3 separate regions of the Mus musculus genome follow, and regions 2 and 3 are each linked to region 1. Evidence: chromatin contacts called from public Micro-C and promoter capture Hi-C data. All regions are on one chromosome and are shown on one strand. Each heading gives the region's core, a stretch centred on a gene start, on an enhancer-like site or on the middle of the called end of the contact. The rest is flanking DNA. Distances are from core to core; before and after follow the strand shown. Region 1 holds the start of Clec2l (C-type lectin domain family 2, member L). Region 2 holds the start of Luc7l2 (LUC7-like 2 (S. cerevisiae)). Region 3 overlaps Hipk2 (homeodomain interacting protein kinase 2).

Region 1 (3,581 bases), core at 342-2,841:
ATGACCAGCACAACCTATAGAAGAAAGAGTTTATAGGGATCTTACAATTCCAGGGAGTTAGAATCCAGGGCCATCACAGCAAAAAGCATGGCAGTAGCCAGGCGGGTCTGGTGCTAGAGTAGTAGCTGAGAGCTCACATCACATCCACAAGCAAACACACACACACACACACACACACACACACACACACACATGGGGTGTGGGAGCACGCACTGAGAATTACCCACACTGGAGGCTGAGACTATGGTAGATTCCTAGAGGTCAGAGAAGAGGTTAGGAAAGGTCACAGAGGGCATCTGACCTACAAGATGCCTCACATCTCCATGACAACCACAAATCTGCCACGGCTGCTTCAGGAACTCCCTTGGCCCTTTTGATTGGTTATTTCTTGAGACAGGACCTCGCTATACATTTCAGTTTGGCCTCAGTCTATGTAGCCCACCCAGGCAGACCTCGAACTCTCAATTCTTCTGCTTTGTGTCCCAAGCAGTTGGATGACTGGCTTGGGCTCCCAGGCCCATCTGTGCCCTAGGCTTCCTGAAGTCCATTCTCAGCTGGCTGGGACATGTGACAAGTTCCTGCAGCTTAGCTAGGCTGTGATGACACATGAGTGTCATCCGGCACTTGGGAGGAAGAGGCAGGGGGACAGTTGCTGGAGGCTAGCCTGGTCTACTGCGAGCCCCAGGCCAGCCAGAGTTATAAGTGAGATTCAGTCTCAAAACTCTCAGAAGAGAGGCAGAGGGAATGACTCCGTAGGCAAAGTGCTTGTGGCACAGGCCTAAGGACTAAGTTCAGATCCCCAGTGCTCAAGTAAAAAGTTGCATTGGTGTTGAGCAGCTAACCCAGCAGTGGGAAGTGGGAGGTGGGGTGGGGAGACAGACCTATCCGTAAAGCAGGTTGACCAGCTCACTTTAGTTGAATTGGTGGGCCCCAAGTTGAATGAGGGAACCTGGCTCAAGAAAAAAAAAAAAAAAGATGGTATCAAGTGTGGAGGTGTATGACTTTAATCTCAGCACTTGAGGGGAAGAGGCAGGCTAGAGTCAGAGGCCATCCAGGTCTATATAGCAAGTTCTAGGGCTGCATAGTGATATCCTATATTTAAAAATAAAAAGAAAAGTGGAGAGTGAATATACCCAATGAAGACCTCCGGCTTCTATGTGCAAACGTTAACAGTCACACAGAGACAAAATGTGGAGAAAAGTCCCTGAACCGCAATAGATGGTCAGTATGGCTCTCTGGTTGCAGTGCTGCTTGGCCCTGTCCCCTTGGACCATGGCAGCGCTGAGTCGGGGATGCGGTGGGGGTGGGGGTGACAAGTCCCAGCCCCCATCCTTGTTCTCTGCCTCCAAGGCACCCCAGGAGCAGCCTTCCCAGGTCCTTGTCTTGGGAAACTCCCCCCACTTTAGAAGATGCCCAGCAGCTGACTCTGGAGGAGGAGCACCTTGGCTCACAGCTGCGAGGGAGCCGGTGGCGGGGCCAGTGGCCTGGGCTGTCTTTCCTCCCCGCAACCCCGCCCCGCGGTCGCGGCTCCCTCGCAGCCCGGGCTCCTCCCCCGCGCGGGGCTCGGCGCGCAGGCTGCGGCGCGCACGGCGGGGACCTGAGCGTCTCCGGCGCGGGAGCCGGGCTCAGCCCCGGCTTGCGGACGTCGCGGTCCCGGAGTACCGAGCCGGCCTGGGCGGCCCGCGGGGCGCGCGCAGCGCGGAGTGCGCGTGGGGCCGGGCTCTGCTGCCCGGTGCAGGAGCGCGCGCGCGTCGCGGCATGGAGCCGGCCCGGGAGCCCCCCGCGCGCGCCCGCCCGCCGCCCCCCGCAGCTCGTCCCGCGCCCGCTGCGCCCAGGCCGCGCTCTCCAGCGGAGGCAGAGGCCCGTGGCCCAGAGGGGCTGCTGAGGCGATCCGGGTCAGGCTACGAGGGCAGCACCAGCTGGAAGGCGGCCTTGGAGGGTAAGCGCTCAGCCTTCCATCCCCGGTCCCTGAGTCAAGACCCAGGAAATGGCCAGTCACCTTGACAGCTCGCAGAGGAATGGATCAGGGGGATTCGTTAGTATCAGGGGAGGCAGATGTCACTATGGGAGGGGAAAGGGGTCCCTGGGGACCACCTCAGGTCATTGTTTTGACAAATCTTTGCTGCCAAATCCCTCTTTGACCTTGGAGCAAGCTTTATGCTCCAAACCTTAGTTGGGTCCGAAAGTGAAGCACCTTCGTGGCAGCCTGAATCTCTAGTAGAGAAAACATTTAGTGCCTCATAAAAGCAAAAGCTTTGATTCCCTGCACCTTGGGGGCGCCCTGCTAGTGATGGGGTTGATGGAGAGGAAACCCCAGAGGACTTTCCTAACCATTCTGGGATGCCACCAATTCCTTCTTGTTATACTGGCTCAGGGAGTGACCTCAGGCTATCTAGAAGACACTGAGCGAAGAGACTTCATTCAGTTCACAAACTGTTTTAGGAAACTTGGGTTGGCGTCCAGTGAGTGGTGAGTGTTGCTCGGGAGATGCAGGAGTTGGACACAGGGAGGGTCAGCTTCCAGGTACTTCTCACGCTTCTACCTAGTAGGAACTGGATAGCGTTAACTAGGGGCTGAGTCAGAGGAGGGCATCTCAGAGTAGGACATCTTTTGGGGGTGTGGAACAGACAGGAGAGGGTGCACTAGGTCAAGGAATGACGACAGGAGGTGGCTGGAATTAGCCAGTTCCTTGTGGATAACTGAACCCTAGGGTGCTGGGTGCTGATGAGGGCATGAGAAAAGAGGGATGGAGGGGGAGAGAGAATATGAGCAAGAGATCTGAGAGACCACCCAGGCCAGGCTACAGAAGTTTGTTGTTGTTTTGTTTGTTTGAAGGTGCTGCCGAGGGGTTAAGTCAGCAGATCTCCATGGGGAGGACCTGCTGTGGAAGGCTGCGTAGTGAGGAAGGTGGGTGGTGGCCTGGAAGGGACAAGGCCACCTGTGCCCAGATAGGCGATGGGGCAGCAGAGCATGAAGAACCTTTGGCTGAAGTCTGTGTGCCAGGGCCAGGCACTGCCTGTGGAGGGCTGTGCAGACTCTAAGGAAGTCTAATAGTGGGTAGGAACCATGGAGGTGAGGACACAGTTTCCCCGGATGCAAGGTATTACAAAGGACCACCAGAAGCTTGGGTGGGCTTAAAGGCCAATCAGCCCTTCTGGGATGCATGTTTCTGGTTAGTGGTTGGGTTTTCCCAGGGACCTAAGCTTGCCTCCTACCAATGGTATTTCTTATGTCATTCCCTCCCTAGTCTGTATTTCTTCATTTTTTGGGGGGGGGTATTTGAAAGGGTCAGCTCTACTAACCTTTACCCTTAACCCCACTGGGTAGAGCTATTTCAGGGAAGTGTGGCTGGCTGGCTCTGGCTTTATCTCTGGCCCTGAATATATTGACTCTTGTCCTTCCTACTGCCAGTATGGCTGACTGACCCTGCCTGTCCACTGGTCACACACTGGGATGGAGGAAAGCAGGCCTCTCTCTGTGGTGGTCCAGCACATCACCCTTCTTGGCATCTTCTTGTAGTGCAGCCTTGTGTCATCTGAACTAGGACCACTGATATCACTGATATTGCCATTGCTCTTCCT
Region 2 (3,581 bases), core at 406-2,905, 110 kb before region 1:
ACAAGTTTCCGGGCAGTTAGAGCTACACAGTTTAAGGAATAAATCATTTGGTCCTTTGTTAGTGTGAGCTGCAATTAGCTAAAGCTGGTTATGGAATCACGGATAAATAGGAGACACTAGGCCCTATGATCCCTACTTGGCAGCTGGCTGCTTGTTTAGGCCCTTGCTATTGATCCTAGGGTTGAAATGTAGCAGGCAGTCGTCTATACAGCTGGGCTCACAAATGGAAGAGGAGCAGGTGCCCACCTTGGGCTTCAAGCACTTCACTGGGTAATATTTGTGTCTTGAACCAGAAGGCTGAGGAATTTGGAGAGAGGGTAATGTTAAAAATTGGGAAGAAGCTGGGTGTGGTGGCGCACGCCTTTAATCCCAGCACTTGGGAGGCAGAGGCAGGTGGATTTCTGAGTTCGAGGCCAGCCTGGTCTACAGAGTGAGTTCCAGGCTACACAGAGAAACCCTGTCTCGAAAAAACCAAAAGTTGGGAAGAAAAAGTGGAGAGAGACGACATGTAATTAAAAAAACAAACAAAAACCCAAACAACAACTAAACAGTTTTATGCTAAGTTGGCAGCTCAGTTTGTCTTTTGTGTCAGGGTGATGCCTAACTTCTGCAGAGGTGAAAAATGTCTCCATTCCTAACCTATGCTGAGTCTCCGGTATTCTCACTTTTTAAGGCTATTTTTCTCATAACATTGACACCCTGTCTCAAAAACAGTACTCTGAATAATTGTGTTTTTTTTTTTTTTTGGCAAGTTGCTGACTAGATAACGTAATTTGCATCGGCTCAGTGCCTAGTTAAACCTTGGAATTGTGATGATTCTTTCATATGATTTTAATATGAAGCTGGCGCTAGTTTGAAGTTTTAGTTCCTCAATGCATGGGCAATTATAATGAAACGGCAAAAAATATCCATAATTTCCCAGTTATTATCTAAAGTTGCGACGTTTCAGCTTAAAAGACTCGCCAGTTTTTTTTTCCTTTTCGAAAACCGGTAAGCAGCCGTGGCCTAAGTATTTCCCGTTGGCTCACTCTGGCCTCAGCCCCACCAGCCTTGAGATTAAGAAATCAACTACGGTTGGAAGGTCGCAGTCAGCAGGGCGTGGGAGTGCAGGGCGACAGTCAGCCAAGAACCCCACGGAAACGCTGCTCTGCATTATGGCCTGTCCCAAGCTCTCACTTTGCCCAGCTCCGAATTCAGACTAGCAGCTTCCAGCTGTCCTAAACGTAGCAGAAGGGGTCGGGAGGCCTGATTTCCACTGTGTTGATTTCGCGGTTTGTTTGCTTTTTCTTTTTCCTGAACCTGACATGTCCCGAACTCGGGCACTGATGAGGGGCAGTGGCCTGAGGATAAGGTTAGGTGTCCTCCGCTCGGGCTCGGGGCTCCCACGGGCTTGCGATTCCGCCAGCATCCGTCGGGAAAGCACTAACCCTGAGAACTTCTGTCGCACTACTTACTGCGACTCGCTCTAAGCTCGGCACTGGCTAATTTGCGGCTGGACGCCAGGGCGGCAAACAGCAAAGGCCTAAGTGACCTGCTGCTTAGACGCCCGGGGCCGAAGAGGCTTCGGAGTAGGCTAAAAAAAAAAAAAAAAAAAAAAAAAAAAAGAGCATCATTCTCGCGAGACTCAGCCTCCGAGAGGGGCGGGGTGAGCAGACGTGAACGCGCTCGGGAGCCGTTAGGGTGGGACCCTTCGTAGGAGGGGCAGGGCGGAGCGCAGCGACGTGGATGGCGATTGGCCGAACCCCCACGGGAAACGACTAGGCGCGAGCTGCGTGCGCGCTCCCGTCGCGGCGGCTGCGAGCCGCGTCAGAGCTCGCTTGCTGGGGGGGGGGGTTGACGGCTTCTGGCGGGTGTTGGTGTCGGGAGGAGGCGAGAGTCGGCTTAGCCTGTGTCGCGTCTGTCTCAGGAACCGGACGGAGAGTGAGGGCACCAGGGCTCACTCTCTAGGGGGGCTGCCATTTTCCGCGTTCACGCCGTCGTGAGGAGCGCAGCCCGGACTCTCCACGACCCCTCCGACTCCCTACTCGCGGGCCTCGAGGCCGCGGCGGCCACCGAGACAGCGCCGCACCTCCCCCACCCCTTCCCCTCGTCCCCCGCCCGCCAGGGCCCGGCCGGTGCCCCACCCCCGCCTGCCTGCCCGCCCGACCGCCCGCCCGCTACGCCGCCGCCATGTCGGCGCAGGCCCAGATGCGCGCTATGCTGGACCAGTTAATGGGCACCTCTCGGGACGGTAAGTCGCTGCCAGAGCCCTGGGGGTGGGGGAGGGGCCGTGCCTGGGGAGGGGGAGGCCTCCGAGGGAGCACTTGGGCGCGCGCGTGCGGCCGAGTAAGGGGTTCCCAGATTGGTAGCGCGAGGTCCCCCCCGTCTCTCTTCCAGTCCAATCAGGGCTTGGCAGGCGGTCTTGGGGGCGGTGACCGTGCGGATTGGCGGGAACTGCTGCCAATGCGGCGAGGCGGGGCCTGGGAGCAGAAAGGGGAGTTTGTGCCTTTTGCTGTTGACTTGGCGGGGTTGGGAGAGCCCAAGTCTGTCTTGGAGTAGTGGGGCGGTCAGTTTGACTATTGATCAGGGACCGGCGGGGCGCTCAGGTCTCCACCCCCAGCTCCAGCTCCTTTCCTCTGGGCTTTCGGATCACCCCTCGCCGCCGTCCTCTAGAGTGTGGAGAGAAACATCCCCTCCCTCCCTGGTCTTAACGAAACCACTACTAACCCCCAGTTCCAGGGACGCTTCGTCGAGCCCTTACAGAATCAACTTTTTTTTTTCGTGTGTGTGGAAAATCTGACCCAAACCATGGTTTCTTAAAGTGGGTGTGTTTGGCCCCATTTTGTAGAAGTGTTTAGGCCTATTTTTTTTTCCCACCGAGAGACCTCCATTTTGTTAGACCACGTATTAGAGACTTCAGTAAATATTGGCAAATTTTACCTGTGCTGAAAACAGAATCATTTTGGATATTTGATGCCCACTGAATTAGAATTGAAGGAAAGGGCTTTTAAAAATACAGTTAGATTAGAATCCTTAGAAAGAGTTATTTACGTGTTTGTTTCTAAAAATGATGAAATGTTGCTTTTGGGGGATAATTAACAATGTACTTTCAAATTAAAGTTCAGCACTTTCTTAAAAAAAAAAAAAAACAAGTCCAAATCCTGACTTGTAAAAACTCGTTTAGGCAAGTTTTTTAGCGATTTAAATGCTTTTTTTTTTTTTTTTTTTTTTTTTTTGGACAAGTTTGGCTTACAAGAAAAGACGTACATAAATTTAGCTTAATTGTAAATCCTGTTGAATTTTCTTGAGTTCTTTGCGGAAAATATGGGAGAAGATAGAACCTATTTCAAATCTTTTTTAGCAATACTTAATACAGCTTTCAGTGTAAGGTTAAGTCCTAATAAAAACCCACTGGAAATTTTTCTTAAAGATAGATACAGGTGGATAACAGATTTATTGTATAGAGAGGAGGGAAAAAATGGAAAGAAAATAAGATTTATTTGTGAGTAGTAAGTAATCCCTTGAAAGTTAAGTAATTAAAAACACCACTGGAATAACCTAACCTTTCATGCTTGGGTAAGAATGTTTATAATTGCAGCATG
Region 3 (3,581 bases), core at 440-2,939, 90 kb after region 1:
GTGTACTCTGTCTCTGAAACTCACAGACATCTGCCTGCCTGTACCTCTTGAGTGCTAGGATTAAAAGTGTGCACCACATGCCTGGTTAAGTTGTAGTTTATAATAATAATAATAATAATAATAATAATAATAATAATAATAATAATAACAATAACAATAACAACAACAACAACACCTCTGTCATTTTTGACCCATCAACAACACATTTGCCTATCTGTCTCTTTTTAAATCTCTAAGAATATGGTCTGGGTCTCATTTATCTTAGATTCCAAGCTAGGTACACTGGCGCTGCTCTTTCAGTAGCTGTTTGAGGCCCCAGGAAAGAAAGATACTTGTCAGGCTAGTGAGGAGGCTCAGCAGTGAAGGTATCTGTATTTATAGCAACCTGAGTTTGATCCCTAGAATCTAGGTAAAGGTGAGAGGAGGGAATTTACACTAAGTTGTCCTCTGACTCCATGTGCATGGTATGGTGTATATATGTGCACACGCAGCACTAATAATAATAGATAAACTTTATTTGAAAAGAACCCACTTCTCTCTTTGGATGCCTGCAATCTGGGGAAATATGTGTACTCTGCTGTGATTTTGTACATACCTTGTTCCTATGATGCTAGACTCCCAGGCTCTGAGTTCATGAAGGCTCACTCAAAACTCAATTCTAAAGTTCTTTTGTGTGTGTGTGTGTGTGTGTGTGTGTGTGTGTGTGTGTTTAGCTTCCCTGTCAGTAGCTGCAGAAGTGCCCACTCTTTCCTGAGGCATATTTGACCAGGTCACTCCACACTGGGCTTTGGCTTCAGCTGCACTTGGTCTCTTATTCAAATGTTTAGCCATTCAGTGTCACTATGTGCCAGGCACTATGCTGGGGCTCAGGAGCAAACAATAAAGCAAAGCCTGGGGGCCCTTGGAGGTCACTATCTAGTTAGAGGCAGCTTCATGCAGACAGCGCAGGTATACTACATGGAACGTGTACATATTACATGAAGAAGGGCAAGCTGGGCGAGGAAAGACAAGAGCTGAGAGGTCTGAGCTAACCTTGTACCTGGCAAGGCAGGGGTAGCCTCCACGCACAAGGCAGTGAGTACTCCTCCCCCATGTCACTGCTGTAGCACCAGTGCTTAGGCTGTGGACGGTCCCATATACCTTTCTAGAAGGGACAACTGTGCCAACAGCAGCACCCAGCAGCTCCCTCTGGAGGCTGGCGACATCACCTTGGCAACACTGTGACAAGAGACACTCTGCTTTGGCTCTTCCAGATTTAGGAGGCTTGAGGGCACATTCCATGGAGGTTGTTTCTGTCCTCAGAGTTGTGCCAGTACAAGAAGGACCCTGGGTACACGGATCTCTGTTCTGCAGATCACTCAGCTGACAGCTGCTCTATACTTACACTGCCATGGTGCCACCTCATGCAACCATTTTAAAGACTCTCACTACTATTTTGGGGCATCAAAAATACTTTAAACACATACATGAAGTGTCAGACAAAATTGCACCTAAGAAAGAGAGTGATTATTCCTTTCCAATGTGACCCTCATAAGATACCATACATTCCATTTTCTAGGGGAGGTTAGAAAAACAACTGTCACTTTCAACACATCAGTGACTGAAGCTTTGTTATTAGCTCCACTGCTCTCTTGACAGTGCACATAAGGAATAAGTTATTCTTCGATCAGTCTAGACCACGTGACCCTGCAGAGGCTGGCTTCCAAGAGAGGTGTGAAGACTGCAGCCAGGAGCCCAGTGCACATGGGTCCAATCCTAGTATTTTTTAAGTACTGGCCATATACCTCATTCTAGAAGGAGGGGCCAGAAAGAAGGTTAAATAGAGCATGGCAGGAAGTACCTCACAAAAGTTCTAGGACAATCAAGCAATTCTAAATAACTTACCTATTATCTGACTTAATCTATATGGCAGTAATCAAACAAAAAGAATACCCTTTTTCTGGTGTTCTTTTTTGGTGCTCTGGATCCAACCCATCGTTCCTTCTCCTCATGTGAAAGACACCCTTTTTTCTTCACATTAGAAGTCACAGCCACAGACCTCTCATCTCACTGTAGAAGCAGAGCTCCCTCCTATAACCCGTCTTCTACTTATTTGGTCTAATGCAGATGGCAATAGCATTCACAGAGCTACAAGGCAGGGACTGAAGGCAGCACTTGCCCTGCCCTGCCCTGCCCTGCTCTGCCCTTCGGGTAGTCTTCCTATCAATATGGTAGTTGAGATGCCAGAGTGATACCCTGGGAACAAAACCCAGGGAAGAGGTCTGAGGATCTAATCGAGGAGCTGACCCTGTGTGTACTCACAACATTCATTGTAGCAGAGGTCTGTGCTGCAGGAGCTGGGCACACACCCTGCTCATTCCAGTGTCCTTGGCTAACCACTGGCCCAGAGTCAAGTATCTTGCTCTTGCCCACAGTCTATGACAGAGCAAGGGCAAGGTTCACATGCATTTCTGATGTAAGTGTTCAGCCTGCAGACCATTCAGAGAGCCTGGGGAGAGCTGAGCACGTCTGGGAAAATGCTACTCAATTTCTCCAAGTTTTATTTTACCCTCTATAAAATGTGATTATTAATCTCACTTTTTCCTCTTGTCTGTATAGTAACTTATGAAGATAAATTATGGCCAGTAGAATTATAAAGCAGTTTGAACTCCTTGGAAGCAAGAAACTCTATTAGTCCCTGGTATTTTATAATCACTGATATTATAAGGTGTACTCAAATTGAACTGCAGTGAAGAAGTCTGTTCCCACAAATATATGCAGATTGAAAGTAACCTCGATATGGCTGGGGCAGAAGCAATCAAAATGTAAAATTGTATTTCAGATGGGTTGTTAAATCTTATGTTTCTATTGCAATACTAAGGAGACTTGGCAATGCTGCCATGAGTTCTGAGCCACTGCTGAGACTGGTGGCCTGGAATGGAGGCATGGGACTCCATCAAAGCCACATAGGGCCCAAAAAATAGCAACAGAAATCTGAAGGAGAAGGCAAATCTGAGAGGAACGAGAGCTCATGTAGAAAACAGCCTTCAGGGTAAAGACTAGAGAACACCTTAGGGTACCACTCAGGATGAATATTCTTGGATCACAGGTAAGGCTGCCAGGAGAACTGTCCAGCATCCGTAGAAATGAGTTCAAACTGTGTCCAGGAAGTCACAGGGCGGCCCAACTGGGGATTTAAACAGTGATGCAGGCCTGGGTAGTCTCAGGCCAACCAGGGATTTAGTTTTGAAAAAGATACAACTTCTTCAGCAAACCAGGTAGGGGAGGAACTGATTTGTCTTTGATTAAGGGGATGAGTAGAAGGTAAGAGGAACCCATGGGTGAGGGTCTAAGATCTAAACACTGGCAGATATCCACCTGGACCTCCCGTTATGTGAGTTTATAAGGAGCCATGCCTGGAACCAACTCAACTGCTGGAAACCTTGAACTTTGGCCTCACTCTCCAGCTCTAATGAGCTGAAGAACCATCACAGCAGAGATTGATAGTAGGTTTTGAGTCCAGAAGGGAAGCTGAGGAAACCCTACTTAGCCTTTAGGTAACAGCTTGATACAGCAGACAGAGAAAACACAAAGCAGAGATC

Evidence for each region. Promoter capture Hi-C pulls out the DNA fragments that hold promoters and counts their contacts. A called contact is a pair of places that touch in the nucleus more often than the background predicts.
Region 2: a contact with region 1 is called in a Micro-C map of embryonic stem cells, with 2.7 times the contacts expected there. The contact joins the promoter of Luc7l2 here to the promoter of Clec2l in region 1. A contact is called at or near these places in 2 of 39 promoter capture datasets (cranial neural crest and liver), 1 of 484 Hi-C or Micro-C datasets (embryonic stem cells), 1 of 115 datasets of contacts at active chromatin or transcription factors (effector CD8 T cells) and 2 of 9 other capture datasets (liver and pancreatic islet).
Region 3: a promoter capture Hi-C map of the C10 cell line shows a contact between it and region 1, with 2.4 times the contacts expected there. The contact joins the enhancer-like site here to the promoter of Clec2l in region 1. A contact is called at or near these places in 2 of 39 promoter capture datasets (the C10 cell line and pre-B cells), 4 of 484 Hi-C or Micro-C datasets (B cells, centrocytes and frontal cortex), 1 of 115 datasets of contacts at active chromatin or transcription factors (embryonic stem cells) and 3 of 9 other capture datasets (embryonic stem cells, liver and pancreatic islet).

The regions. Positions count from the first base shown.
Region 1 is chr6:38,661,478-38,665,058 of GRCm38.p6, forward strand. It overlaps Clec2l (C-type lectin domain family 2, member L), which reads left to right and starts at 1,592. Exons shown (of 5, transcript NM_001101507.1): 1 at 1,592-1,939. The coding sequence starts at 1,759. RefSeq lists an enhancer at 2,524-3,581.
Region 2 is chr6:38,549,679-38,553,259 of GRCm38.p6, forward strand. Luc7l2 (LUC7-like 2 (S. cerevisiae)) reads left to right here and starts at 1,656. Exons shown (of 10, transcript NM_138680.3): 1 at 1,656-2,230. The coding sequence starts at 2,170.
Region 3 is chr6:38,751,537-38,755,117 of GRCm38.p6, forward strand. All of the region lies in intron 2 of Hipk2 (homeodomain interacting protein kinase 2), which reads right to left. The region is part of intron 2 of 4930502C15Rik (a long non-coding RNA gene); the gene reads left to right. Among named protein-coding and RNA genes, the nearest start is that of 4930502C15Rik, 16 kb to the left of the region's middle. Within about 2 kb of position 1,690, at least 70 of the 459 cell types and tissues checked have an H3K27ac peak or open chromatin away from gene starts, as enhancers often do. A contact at or near this core is called in liver, where this site is marked.